Regions from separate parts of the Mus musculus genome. Here region 2 is linked to region 1. A link is a contact called in public HiChIP or PLAC-seq data. All regions are on one chromosome and are shown on one strand. The core of a region is the stretch at or near the end of the contact, and the rest is flanking DNA. Distances in the headings are between cores, read along the strand shown. Region 1 has its middle 27 kb from the start of Gm27211. Region 2 overlaps Unc13c (unc-13 homolog C).

The links. HiChIP or PLAC-seq counts read pairs in DNA pulled down with a chosen protein or histone mark.
Region 2: a contact with region 1 is called in an H3K27ac HiChIP or PLAC-seq map of SST interneurons, with 14 times the contacts expected there. The contact joins two enhancer-like sites. A contact is called at or near these places in 1 of 39 promoter capture datasets (cranial neural crest), 4 of 484 Hi-C or Micro-C datasets (adipose-derived mesenchymal stem cells, cerebellum, cortical neurons and 1 more), 3 of 115 datasets of contacts at active chromatin or transcription factors (SST interneurons, astrocytes and embryonic limb bud) and 1 of 9 other capture datasets (embryonic stem cells).

What each region holds. Positions count from the first base shown.
Region 1 is chr9:73,162,078-73,168,027 of GRCm38.p6, reverse strand. No RefSeq gene overlaps it. Among named protein-coding and RNA genes, the nearest start is that of Gm27211, 27 kb to the left of the region's middle. Within about 2 kb of position 4,632, at least 10 of the 459 cell types and tissues checked have an H3K27ac peak or open chromatin away from gene starts, as enhancers often do. A contact at or near this core is called in SST interneurons, where this site is marked.
Region 2 is chr9:73,574,400-73,580,094 of GRCm38.p6, reverse strand. Unc13c (unc-13 homolog C) reads left to right here. Exons shown (of 33, transcript NM_001081153.2): 20 at 1,600-1,726. Among named protein-coding and RNA genes, the nearest start is that of Gm27211, 380 kb to the right of the region's middle. Within about 2 kb of position 1,819, at least 1 of the 459 cell types and tissues checked has an H3K27ac peak or open chromatin away from gene starts, as enhancers often do. A contact at or near this core is called in SST interneurons, where this site is marked.

The sequences.
Region 1 (5,950 bases), core at 3,383-5,882:
TAAATGAAGAAAATAACTAATTTTTAAAAAGTCACTTCTTGGGGAACAAAATACCCATGGAAGGAGTTACAGAGACAAAGTGTGGAGCAAAGACTGAAGGAAAGACTGAAGGAATGACCATCCAGAGACTGCCCCACCTGGGGATCCATCCCATATACAATCACCAAACCCAGACACTATTGTGGATGCCAAGAAGTGCTTGCTGACAGGAGCCTGATACAGCTGTCTCCTGAGAGGCTTTGCCAGTGCCAGACAAATACAGAAGTGGATGCTCACAGCCATCCATTGGACTGAGCACAGGGTCCCCAATGAAGGAGCTAGAGAAAGGACCCAAGGAGCTGAAGGGGTTTGCAGCCCCATAGGAGGAACAACAATATGAACTAACCAGTACCCCCAGAACTTCCTGGGACTAAACTACCAACCAAAGAGTACACATGGTGGGACTCATGGCTCCAGCTGTATCCCTTCCCGCGGGATTCAGTTATTTGTGGGTGTGAGGGGGACCGCAAACCTGGAGGAAAATGGGAGGAAGAGAAAAAGGAGCTGGAGACCAAGTAGAGGGTCCTATCAAGGTCTCCGTTTATTCAGCTGAGATTTAAAGCAAACATCTCGGGGAATAGGGAGGGGTCGAGGGGAAATTTAACAAAGAACAAAGAAGTGGGCATCTGCTGACATGAGGGCCAAAGTCAGGCTCCAGGCGGCGGGCACTCTGCGTCTTATCTCCAGAACATAGATCCTCCTTAACAGCCTTGGGGTGTCAGGCCGGGCTCAGGTGTAACTCATGTCCTTGGAAGTCATGGGAGTTCAGGAAGAGATAGGAAGAGGGGACTATAATTCAGCTTTTACAGCCTCAGATGCCAGGAAGGGAACAGAGAGGAGGGAGTGACAACCGGCTCCTAGCACAAGGCCATTTGGCCTGTCAGGGTGGAAGATTGTGAAGGGCTCACTTTCTCACGGTATGGTCTCTGACACAGCTGCATATGTAGTAGAGGATGGCCTAGTCAGTCATCAATGGGAGAAGAGGCCCTTGGTCCTGTGAAGGCTCTATGTCCCAGTGTAAGGGAATGCCAGGGCCAGGGAGCAGAAGTGGGTAGGTTGGTAAGCAGGAGGATGGGGAGGCGGGGAGCTGGTTTTCAGAAGGGAACAAGGAAAGGGGATAACATTTGAAATGTAAATAAAGAAAATATCTAATAAAAAAAAGAAGTCACTATTTGCTGTTACAGATACCTGGGGGTGGGATTCTATTGCTCCTTCAATGCCAATAGGTCATCCCTACTTTTAGCCAAAGCCAGATGAATTTTTCCAATGGTTGGGCTTACCGCTAAACCCTCCAAAGACATGTGTCATGCCAGTATCAGTCATCTCCTGGCACTCATGTTCTGTCTTTCACTATTGTAACCGTGCTGCATCAGGTTTTGTCAACGAGACAGAGTCCTATGAGAGGAGGAATCCTCAATTGAGGAAATCCACCCCCCATCGGATTAGCCTGTAGGCAAGTCTGTGGGCATTTTCTGAATGATGGATGTGAGAGAGCCCCGCCCAGTATAAGTGATGCCATCAGTCCCTGGGCAAGATGTCCCAAGTTGTCTAAGAAAGCAGCTAAGCAAGCCAGGGGGACCAAGCCAGTAGGTAGTGTTCCTCCATGGTCTCTGCTTCAGTTCCTTCCTCAAGGCTCCTGCCCTGACTTCCCTCAATCATGGACTGTGGCATGTATACGTAAGCCAAATAAACGCTTCCTTCTCCAAGTTGCTTTTGGTTGTGGTGTTTATCACAGCAATGGAAAGCAAACTAAAACAATGATCACTTTCGTTGTCAGCCTGGGGTGAAAGAAAAGCATCAGCACCAATGAGTGTGCCTGGGGTGTTTCTGGGAAAACTAGTGTGAGAGCCACAAACGCAATAGGGAGGGTCTGCCCAGACCCTCTCTGGTTGGTCTGGGGGTGAGATGAAATGGGAAGGTAGGAAAGGAAGTTGACTGTCCCCCACGTGACACCTCTAGAGAGAGCTCACTCTCCTCCTGCATCCCCTGGGCCCCTGACATTAGACTCTGGATGATTGTTCTTTGATTGTAGATCCGTACGGTTGGTTCTCCAGGGCCTGGAAGGACTTTGACCTTGGCCTTGGGCAGCATCTCTGTCCTTGCCCTTGTTCTGAGGTTTCTGGCTTCCTGGACTGAGCAGCTGCTGGCTTCCCTGGACTCCAGCCTGCACAGTCATTGTGAGGTGATTCAGAGCCAATCTGAGCACCATCTCAGGATCCCAGACATTCTGATGACTACACTCTCTAGAGAGCCCTGGCTAGCGCAAGTATTCGACCACCCTAGAGTGGTAAGACAACCCCATAGGCTCCTTTTACCCTTGGCAGAACTCTCAGATCTACTGTCTTTTGGCTTAGTTTCAAAGTGTCTCTTCAGGCTTAAGGAAGGAGCTAAAGAATGAGGTCTTTGATGTTAGTGTCTTGTCTTTCCTTTCCCAGTCCAGTACAAGAGAAACACCATTAAACACCCACCTTTCCCCAGGGCTAAGACTCCTTAACAGGAGGATGATGGTCAACTCCACCTAGGCTCAAAGTCCATCTCTGAAACCCAATGCCCATCATTACTCTTGAGTCTTTTACACGTCCAGCTGGAAAGAAACCCTTTCTCTGTGTTCTCTGATTGGTTACTTTTCCTCTTCCTTTTAAGTTGCAACCATTTCTCTTGGTGTGGCAGCCTTCCAAAGAAAACCCTCCTATGGCTTCTAACATCACCCAACACTGGGTTCCCTGCCTGTTCACTAACCACATATGTCCTCAGACATTGCTCTTGTTGTGGACCTACTATGAGAGACAAGACTCCCCCCAAGCCATCTGCAATATGCTAACATCTGCAATGGCCACACCTAGACTTAGGCTTTGGGTCTGAGAAAACGTTAACAGGGGACTCCTAAGGATACCAGGCTTTATAGCCAAAAACTCTAGTTAAAGCATGGCTTTCATGGCTGTTGAAATGTGCTATAGACTATATGGCACACCAAACTGAGACAAGCAATGTTCTATAAGTAACGGTGAAATGCAAAACTCGACATCCATGAACCAAACTGGAATTCTAGGGAAAGAGAGAGTTCATGTCTTAATGACTCAGACACTTACTATAGAGAGCTGAAGATTGGAACTCAGATCCCCAGAACCCACATAAAAGCAGCTGGGTACTGCAGCTGCTTGTAATCCTAGCATCTGGGAGGCAGATATGGGAAATCCCTGGAACAAACCGACCAGCCAGACTACCCAAAATGCCAAGCAATAAAGCCTGCCTTCAATATACAAAGCAGAAGTAATTGAGGAAGGTAACCACGCCCACACACACAAAAGTGTGCCGTACATATGCAAGCAAAATGCATGCACATCACACACATAATAGATATATAAATACATATGTATTTATATATTTTTATATTTTATATATAATAAGTCATATATATAATTTGCATGGCCCCCAGTCACATGTCATCCAGAGAGAAACCTCTGTCATCTACTTTAACCAATATCTGACTTCTATAGATGCATAGTAAGGGATGTCTCTGGAAGATCCCTCAGTGTAAGACCGTCCTTATGAAAGCACTTGTGCTGGGGAAGTGACACACACTAAGTGTCCAGAGTGACTGTAGGGTAAGCCTTAAGGGGGAGGAAATTTCCTAAGAGCCCTGAGTTGAAAGCCGCCCTATTCCCTTTTATCCATGCCTGGCTGCTGTGAAGAGCTACTAACTTGCTACCGTCTCTAGTATTTATTCACATCACATAAATCACCTTTCACACCTGCCTTACTCTCCATCTTTCCCTGCTTCCCCCTTCTCGTTCCTTGCTCCTTCTGGTCCCTTTGGGCTTCGCTTAGGTTCTCTCCCCAGTGTCCTGGAAGGAAGTCCTTTGCCCAGTGGAGGCTTTCCCCCAGCCCCCACTGCTGCACCTCATTTCATACAGATAGATTATCCCACAGCCTTGCTGTAGCAAGTCATTGTGAGCCTTTCAGAAGTGTGTGTGAAATCCCACCCCAGAGGAATTCGGGTCCAAAAATCCCCTGGAATAAAAACAATTTGAGTAAGCATTGAGAAGTTTCAAGACAGATGAGTCTGGGTTTGTCTGGTTTTGATATGCAGAATGTGAGTTTGACCATATCCTAACACTATTTTCATTTCACTATATAAACTTGAAAGCCCAGAGATTATTGTCAATTCTTGCTTTTCTTAAATAATATATCTGTAAATTGTTTTATGAGATAATTAGTATCTGTGGCAATAAGCACCCCCCATTGCCAGGCAGATGTAACCACCAAGTGCTACCTGCAGACATAAATCTAAAACAGCTTCAGGAGAGAAATACCAAAGCCTGAAAGCCGGTTAGGGAGAGGTATCCAGAATAAAGAAAATGCAGGAAGATGAGGAGGGAGGAAAGGAGGAAGAGAGGAAGGGAGAAAGGGAAGAAATGAGAAATCCAAGGAAGGAAACAAAATATTCACTGGAAACTAGACTTGATACAATCAGCAACTTTTTATTTTGAAATCTACAAAGTTAAAAGAGTCACACCACTTTCAGAACACCGTCTTGGGGTCATTTAAGAACATTTCCATCACCCCCGAGGCACCTGAAATACATCAAGAAAACAGTGCGCTGTGCGTGGGTTCTGCCGATTCGTTGTGTAAGCCCTTTTGTAGCTGATAAACACACGGAAAGTTTTCTTTACACCGAACTCAAACCTAAAGGGAAAGGCGACGAATCTCCCCCCCTCCCCCGCCCCATTTTTGTTCTTTAAACTTGCATCGTGCTGCTAAAAGAATTAGTGAGGTTAAATCGCTGTGCTTTCACACTTTCTCTGGGCTTGCTCTGAAGGCATTAACCAAACTTCTCGGACCTTTCCGAAGTTATCCGAAATAACACAGCGCCCTCTGTCGGTCTTACCACCACACTGACTTTCGCGGTACAACCTCTGCAAAATGATGACTTCATGGCTTAAGAAAGATGCCTTAGCAAGTGAATGCAGATCCTCTGCTAAACGGAGAAAACAAGCAGCTGAGACAAGGGACTCTAAAATCACGTGCTGACGTTACTAAAAGTCGAGTCAATTATCAGCTTCTTTTCCTCCTTTAAACAGATTCGATTTTCTTAAAAACTGCTTTTTGTCACACTGCCGAGGCCCCAGTAATTGCAGCTGTCGTGAAGTCCATCAGAATCAGCTGCGAAACTGACAACTCCAACTCAAGTACCCGAGCCCAAAAGTGGGAGGTGGCCCTGTTTGCCCAAGCAGAGAAGCCCCAGCCTTGGCTTTCTCCAGGCTCGTGTGACCTTCAGGTCTGGGAAAGAGCTCAGAGGTTCCCGACAGGAAGGAGGGCAAGAAGGCGTTGCAGAGCTCAGCCACCTCAGATGCCCAGGAAAACATTTATCAGCAAGAAAAAGGTTAGCCTTCAGTCACTGATCCTGTGTTGCTTTTTAAATTTTTTAGATTACATTTATTTATTTTTGAGGACCGGGTTGTGACCACAGCTCACACACGTATGGAGATCGGAAGGCAGCTTGTGGTTTTCTTCCTCAGTATGAGCCTCGGGGATTGAACTAGCCCTGTCAGGTTTGTTGGCAGGTGCCTTTGCCTGCTGAGCCATCTCAAAGGCCCTGGTTTACACTTAATATGACAACATGAGGTGGTCCTCGCTGGTGTTTCAACCTTGACCTCCATATAAAGTTAGGTTGCACTCCAAGTGCTCTTGTGGTTTCGATCTACTCTACCTCTAAATAGGCCATGTGTGGAGCTGGGGAAAAGGCTCCATTGGTAAAGTGTTTGCTGTGTTAAATCCACAAACCTGAGTCCGTGTGCCCTCCACTCGTGGGGGTAGGGGAGGGGGAATTAGACCTAGTGGCACTGGGGAGTCTCTCCCAGCTTAATTAATGTACTCCAAGCAGTGAGACCCTGTCTCGAACAAACAAGGT
Region 2 (5,695 bases), core at 570-3,069, 410 kb before region 1:
TGGTTTGGGGAGATAGAAATGGCTTCTGTTCTTAATAACAATCCAATTTCTTCAGTCTATGTTTTCACTATTTACCACAGAATGTAAAGCAGGGGTATTTCTACAAAGAGGCAATGCCCTCAGCTTCATGGAGAGTCACCAATTCCCAAAGGGATTTCTCAGAGGCTGCTTTCATCCTGAAGGATCACAGAAATAGTTAGGATTTGCTTGTATTTATAGTTGCTGCCAGATCTGACCATGGGGTTAATATAAATGAGACAGAAGAGAGGAAAACATATTCGGGGGCTGGGGAAACATTTTGTTAGTAAAAGGTTTGCTGGACAACATGAGACTTGAGTCTAGATCTCCAGAACTAAGATAAAAAGCCAGAAACACTGGTGAGAGTCTGTAATTCCAGCACCAGGGAAGCAGAAACAGAAGGATTCCTGTGTCTCATTGGCCAGCCAAACCAAACCAACGAGCTCCAAGTTCAGTGAGAGACCTGTCTCAATAAAATAAATTTAAAAATTCAATTAAGAAAGACACTAACTTTTATCTCTGCCCTCTAGATATGCTTATACATACATATACACATGCATGCACATACACTCACATTCAGCCACACATACAACACATTCAGTAATGTTCTGTATGTTTCTCCACCTCAGTCTTATAAACCCATATTCTGTAAACAATTTAGGATACCCTCTTTAAACCACATATTAGAAAACTCTTCCAAGGATACAAAAAATATAACATGGCTTTGAAGTTAAATGTATCTTTCTGTCTTCAACCGTCTTGATTCTTTAAGTGTTAAAACTAGGTCAGGATGTGGCCTGGCCATGCACGTGTCACACAAGTCCCATGTTAATCGGCGATTATGGCTACTACTTTAAGTCATGTTTGATCCCTTACAATGTTAATTCTTTCTGTCACTGTATTTCCCTAAAAGCAGCCAAAGTCTGAGAGCCTCCAAATAAATGCAGATTTTACAATGTTGCTCATCTTTTTTTTTATTGGATATTTTCTTTATTTACATTTCAAATGTTATCCCCTTTCCTGGTTTCCCTCCCTCCCATAAACCGCCCTAGCAAGTCCTCCCTCCCCCTGCTTCTATGAGGGTGTTCCCCTACGCTGGGGCATCTTTCTCCATCAAAAGTGTCACCTATTTCCAATTGAGACACATTACAATAATCAAACCATTTTACAGTATCACTTGGCCTGCCTTCACAGGATCCAAGATTGTTTTATTTTCTTTTTTATTACGTGTGTATTTGTGTGTGGGTAGTGCACATGAGTGTAAGTCTCCTCAGAGACAAGAAGACAGTATCTTTTCCCCTGGAATTGGAATCACATGTGATTGTGAGCCATGGACACTGGGACCCAAACTTCAGTCCTCTGAAAGAGCAGCAAACATTCTCAACCCCTGAGCATCTTTCTTGTCTCTCCAGGATTATTTTTGCATGCTGCATTACAGTAGCTCTGCCTTCAGCAATGCACTTTGCCTGGAATACCACAAGTTTCTTCTTTATAGAAATGCTGACAATAAAGGTCGATCGGAACCCAGTGGCATTGTCTGCGAGCCACATTTATTAATTGTGTGATTTTTATCTGTTACAGAACATGAGAAGCAACGCTTATGCAAGAGCACCGATTATATGAATTTGCATTTCAAAGTGAAATGGTTTTATAATGAGTATGTACGAGAACTTCCTGCCTTCAAGGATGCTGTTCCAGAATATTCCCTGTAAGTAGTGATTTCTACTCTCCCCCTTTGTCCTGAATTCACAGTGCTGCAAAAATCACAGCTGAGTTGTAAGGACTAAGAGCTCTTCACATACTTCTCATTTGAATGCAGATATCTCTGTAGTGAAACTAATGTAGAAAGATTTCAATGTCTCTGAGGCAGAGAGGATGGCATAGCATATTTCAAGAATGCCTTACTTAGATATCTGAAGAGAAAGAAATGCAGAATGGGCTTTGGTTTAGATGATGAAATTACTCCCTGTGGAAGTGCTAGAATGCACAATATTGGGGAGACGGTGCAGCAGTTTTAGCATCTGCCACACAAGCTTGGGGAACCAGTTGTTGGATCCCCAGAAACTCACATAAAATGTCAGCAGGGCATGGTGGTTGTCCTGTCAGAGGGTACAGACAGCAAATCCCCCAAAATAAGCTGGCTAGAAAGACTAGCCCTATCGCTGAGCTCTGGGATTGATTGAGAAAGTCTGGTTCAGTGAATAAGGTGGAAAAGCGAAAGATGATGATTCCCAACAACCTTGGGTACTCTACATGCATGCTCAAACGTGTATATGAGCACTCACGCACAGTGCAAAACCATTCATGTACCTAAACACACAGCACACACATATGAAAAGTGAGAAAAGAAGAAATGCTAGAATGCTTTACTGGATAGCCAGACTTTCGTTTTAATAAGTTATAACTGTCTTAGAAATTCATGTCTCTGAAATAGAAGTCATTATTTAACAATGGCATTTTCATCTTATGAGGTTGTCTCTGCCTTAGTGTCTTGTGTGTTGTCTGTGATGAAATGCCTTACAGAAACAGTGTAAGGGTGATTGCTTTCTTTGGGCTCATAGTTCCATATATATGATAGAGTATACCTGCTCTATCACGGTAGGAAAGTCAGAGGCAGGAGCTTGAGGTGTCTGGTCACATTGCAGCCACAGTCAAGAAGCAGATGAATGTTTATGCATAGCTTTCTTCCTCCATCTGACAGAGTTCAGAATCCCAGCCCAGGTAATGGTGCTTCCCACAGTAGGTGGGTCTTCACAGCTCAATTTACTGAATGAAGATGATCCCTCAGAGGCTGGCTTAGAGGCCCATCGCCCAGGTGATTCTAGATCTCATTAGATTGACAGTTGAGATTAACCATCACCGTGTCTATCAAATACACTTGTAATCATACAGCCACTCAGAAGCATTGAGCATTTAATGTGCACCAGGACTCTTTTATTCTGGTCAGGAGGGGTCATCCAGAGTCTTATGTGTAGAAGATTGGTGTGTAAGATAAAGACCTTACCACCAAAAAAAGCTTATATATGGAGACAATATTGATAATCACAAGGTAGAGCAAAATGAAGCAAGCTAATTTGAAGAATATAAACACATCACAAGAAGAGTGTTACCCCCCATTGAAAGACTGATATAGCATCTATTAGAGACTTTAAAAACTCAATCAGGTTATGTCAAGAGAAAAAAAGAAAATGCCAGTAAATTGCTGATATAGAAATGAAGGTTGAGAGGCCAGACTGCATAGGCTCTGATATATTGATAGTATTGCTCTTCTAGTGGGGTCTAAAGTATTTTCCCCAGACCAGTAGAAGGTGATACCAGAAAAGAGCTTTAAACTAGACTGTTATAAATAGATTCTGTGCAGCATGTGCCAGGCATTAGGCACCATGAGAATTGGAAGCAACAGAGACTGGGGGACAGAGTAGAGATTTAGGAGTTAATGAGCAATGTAATGACAGGCTTCTAACAGCCTCAGAGTAGTCTCCTCATCTCAGGGGTGCATGAGATGGAGCAGCATGGTGACACAAGTTAACTGTCTATACCACAAGGGGTGCAGGGGAGGATGCGGGTCGCAGGATACAAGCCTCAGTTAAGAGGAGTACTCTCAAGAGAGAGCTATGACAAACCAGAGTGGCTATACTTTATAACAGCATATTATATGATTGAAACTTGCTAAGAATTGGGCTAGAGGTGTGGCTCAGCAGTCAAAGCACGTGTTACTCAAATGTTAAGAATGGAATTTGAACTCCAAGGACCCATGGGAATGCCACATGGGCACAAAGGCGCACTGGCAAACCCAGCGATTTGAAAAGCAGAAGATCTCTAGGACAAGATACTGGTATACTAGGCAAGTCAGTAAGCTCTGAGATCACTGAGAGACTCTGCCTCAATAAAGAAAGTGGGAAGCAACCATGGAAGACACCTGAGGTCTATATCCAATTTCCACAGGCATATGTAAAAGAATAATAAAGTAACTTCTAGGACATTGCTAAAAATTGATTTTATGTGTTCGAACCCCAAATGCCATAAGTGTATTGAGTAATGTATTTTTATTTTATGATAAAGTGATGATTTTATTTTATGATGATTTTATTTTAATTTGGTATACAAAATAATGAGGTCTATGACTTTTTTATACAGACTGTTTTTATTCATTGTGTATACTAATTAACTGGCTTAATTTTTCCTCAATGTATGTATATTTCAAAGCATTTATCAATAAATATACACGCATCATAAGAATTTACAATAAGCCTGTGTTTCATCATAAAAAGCTTACTAATTTAAAAATTAAAAACAAAATGTTATAAAATTATGTACTACTTAAAAGCTGACTATTTAAAATACTATTTAAAGTATATTATGTACTATTTAAGCCTATTTAAAGGCTTACTATTATATAAAGCACTTGAAATGAGAACACAAAGGGTGAAAAAGGCACATGCGAGAGAAAATCAGAAGACAGAATTTACAGAATTTGTTCAATTAGCATATGAGGGAAATAAACAAGGAGTTGGACATGAAGTATATGCACACGAAACACTTGCTAGCATCTTGGTTGAGAATAGGGAAGTAAAACAGAAGAGCTGTCTGCCAGCCGCCTGGCTCGAGCTGTCTAGACTTACTCTATTAAGCTGGAATTGCACTTGCATGCTTACTTAGCATGAGCTACAAAAGTGAGCAAAATTTAACAGAGTCAGAAAGCAACCAAAGCAGCCAAGAATGAAGAATCAGTAGGTACCCTCAGGAAGGCAGAAGCACACAGAAGAGAGTCTACACACAATGGCTTCTCACCATGTTCCACCTTCATGTCTGTGGGCCAGCTGGCAATTCTATAGACTTTGAGATCAAACCGGGGCCAGAAGTTCAGAGATTACAGAAATCTCCCTAGACATAAGCAAACACTGATGTCCAGCACTAAGAGGCTCATAATCTGTGTAGGACCAAAACCACAGAGAAAGGGAAGGACAGAAAAATAAGCACAAGACTCCACAAGTATTTCCTCCAGAGATTGGAAACTGGTGTCTTCCTTGATCACTCTCCACACTACTGACTGAAGCATGGTCTCTCAATTGATCCCAGAGCTCACCTCAAAGACCAGGCTAGCCACCTTCTCCACTCACTCCAATAATCCCTTTTTCATTTTGTAAAAGCTGGTATTAAGTATCTACTGCCATGCAGCCCCACCCACTCAGTATTTACATGGGCTCTGGGGATCTGAATTAGTTCTCAGACATATTTTACATAAGTGTGAAGATAGGGGGAGAAAGCCATCAAATAGAAAGTCACCAAGAGTCTGTTAACTAAGTGGAGACTTCAACAGCTTCACAAGGCTAATGGAACAATAGTAAGAGGTCCAGACTTCTGGGGCAGGGATGGGGAGGGTGGAGGAATGCTGGGTTGAAAACTGTCCTGGCTTTCAGTGGGATTTGAGGGCTCTGTCCTTGAAATAAGAGCAAACATGAAAAGAACGACCCAGGAGCCGTCCATGTCCAAGAGGAGGTGTTCTCCATTAGTGCTCTCACTAAGGGAAAATCTAAGTTACTCCCTGGAGAGCCTTAAAACTTAACTCAGACTAGTTACAAAACCATAGCAGGGTGTATTTAAGAAGTTGAAGGTAAAGTAGATTGCCTGTTGTTGGGTCTACATAGCTCAGTGGAAGGGCATTATGGGCTGGTGG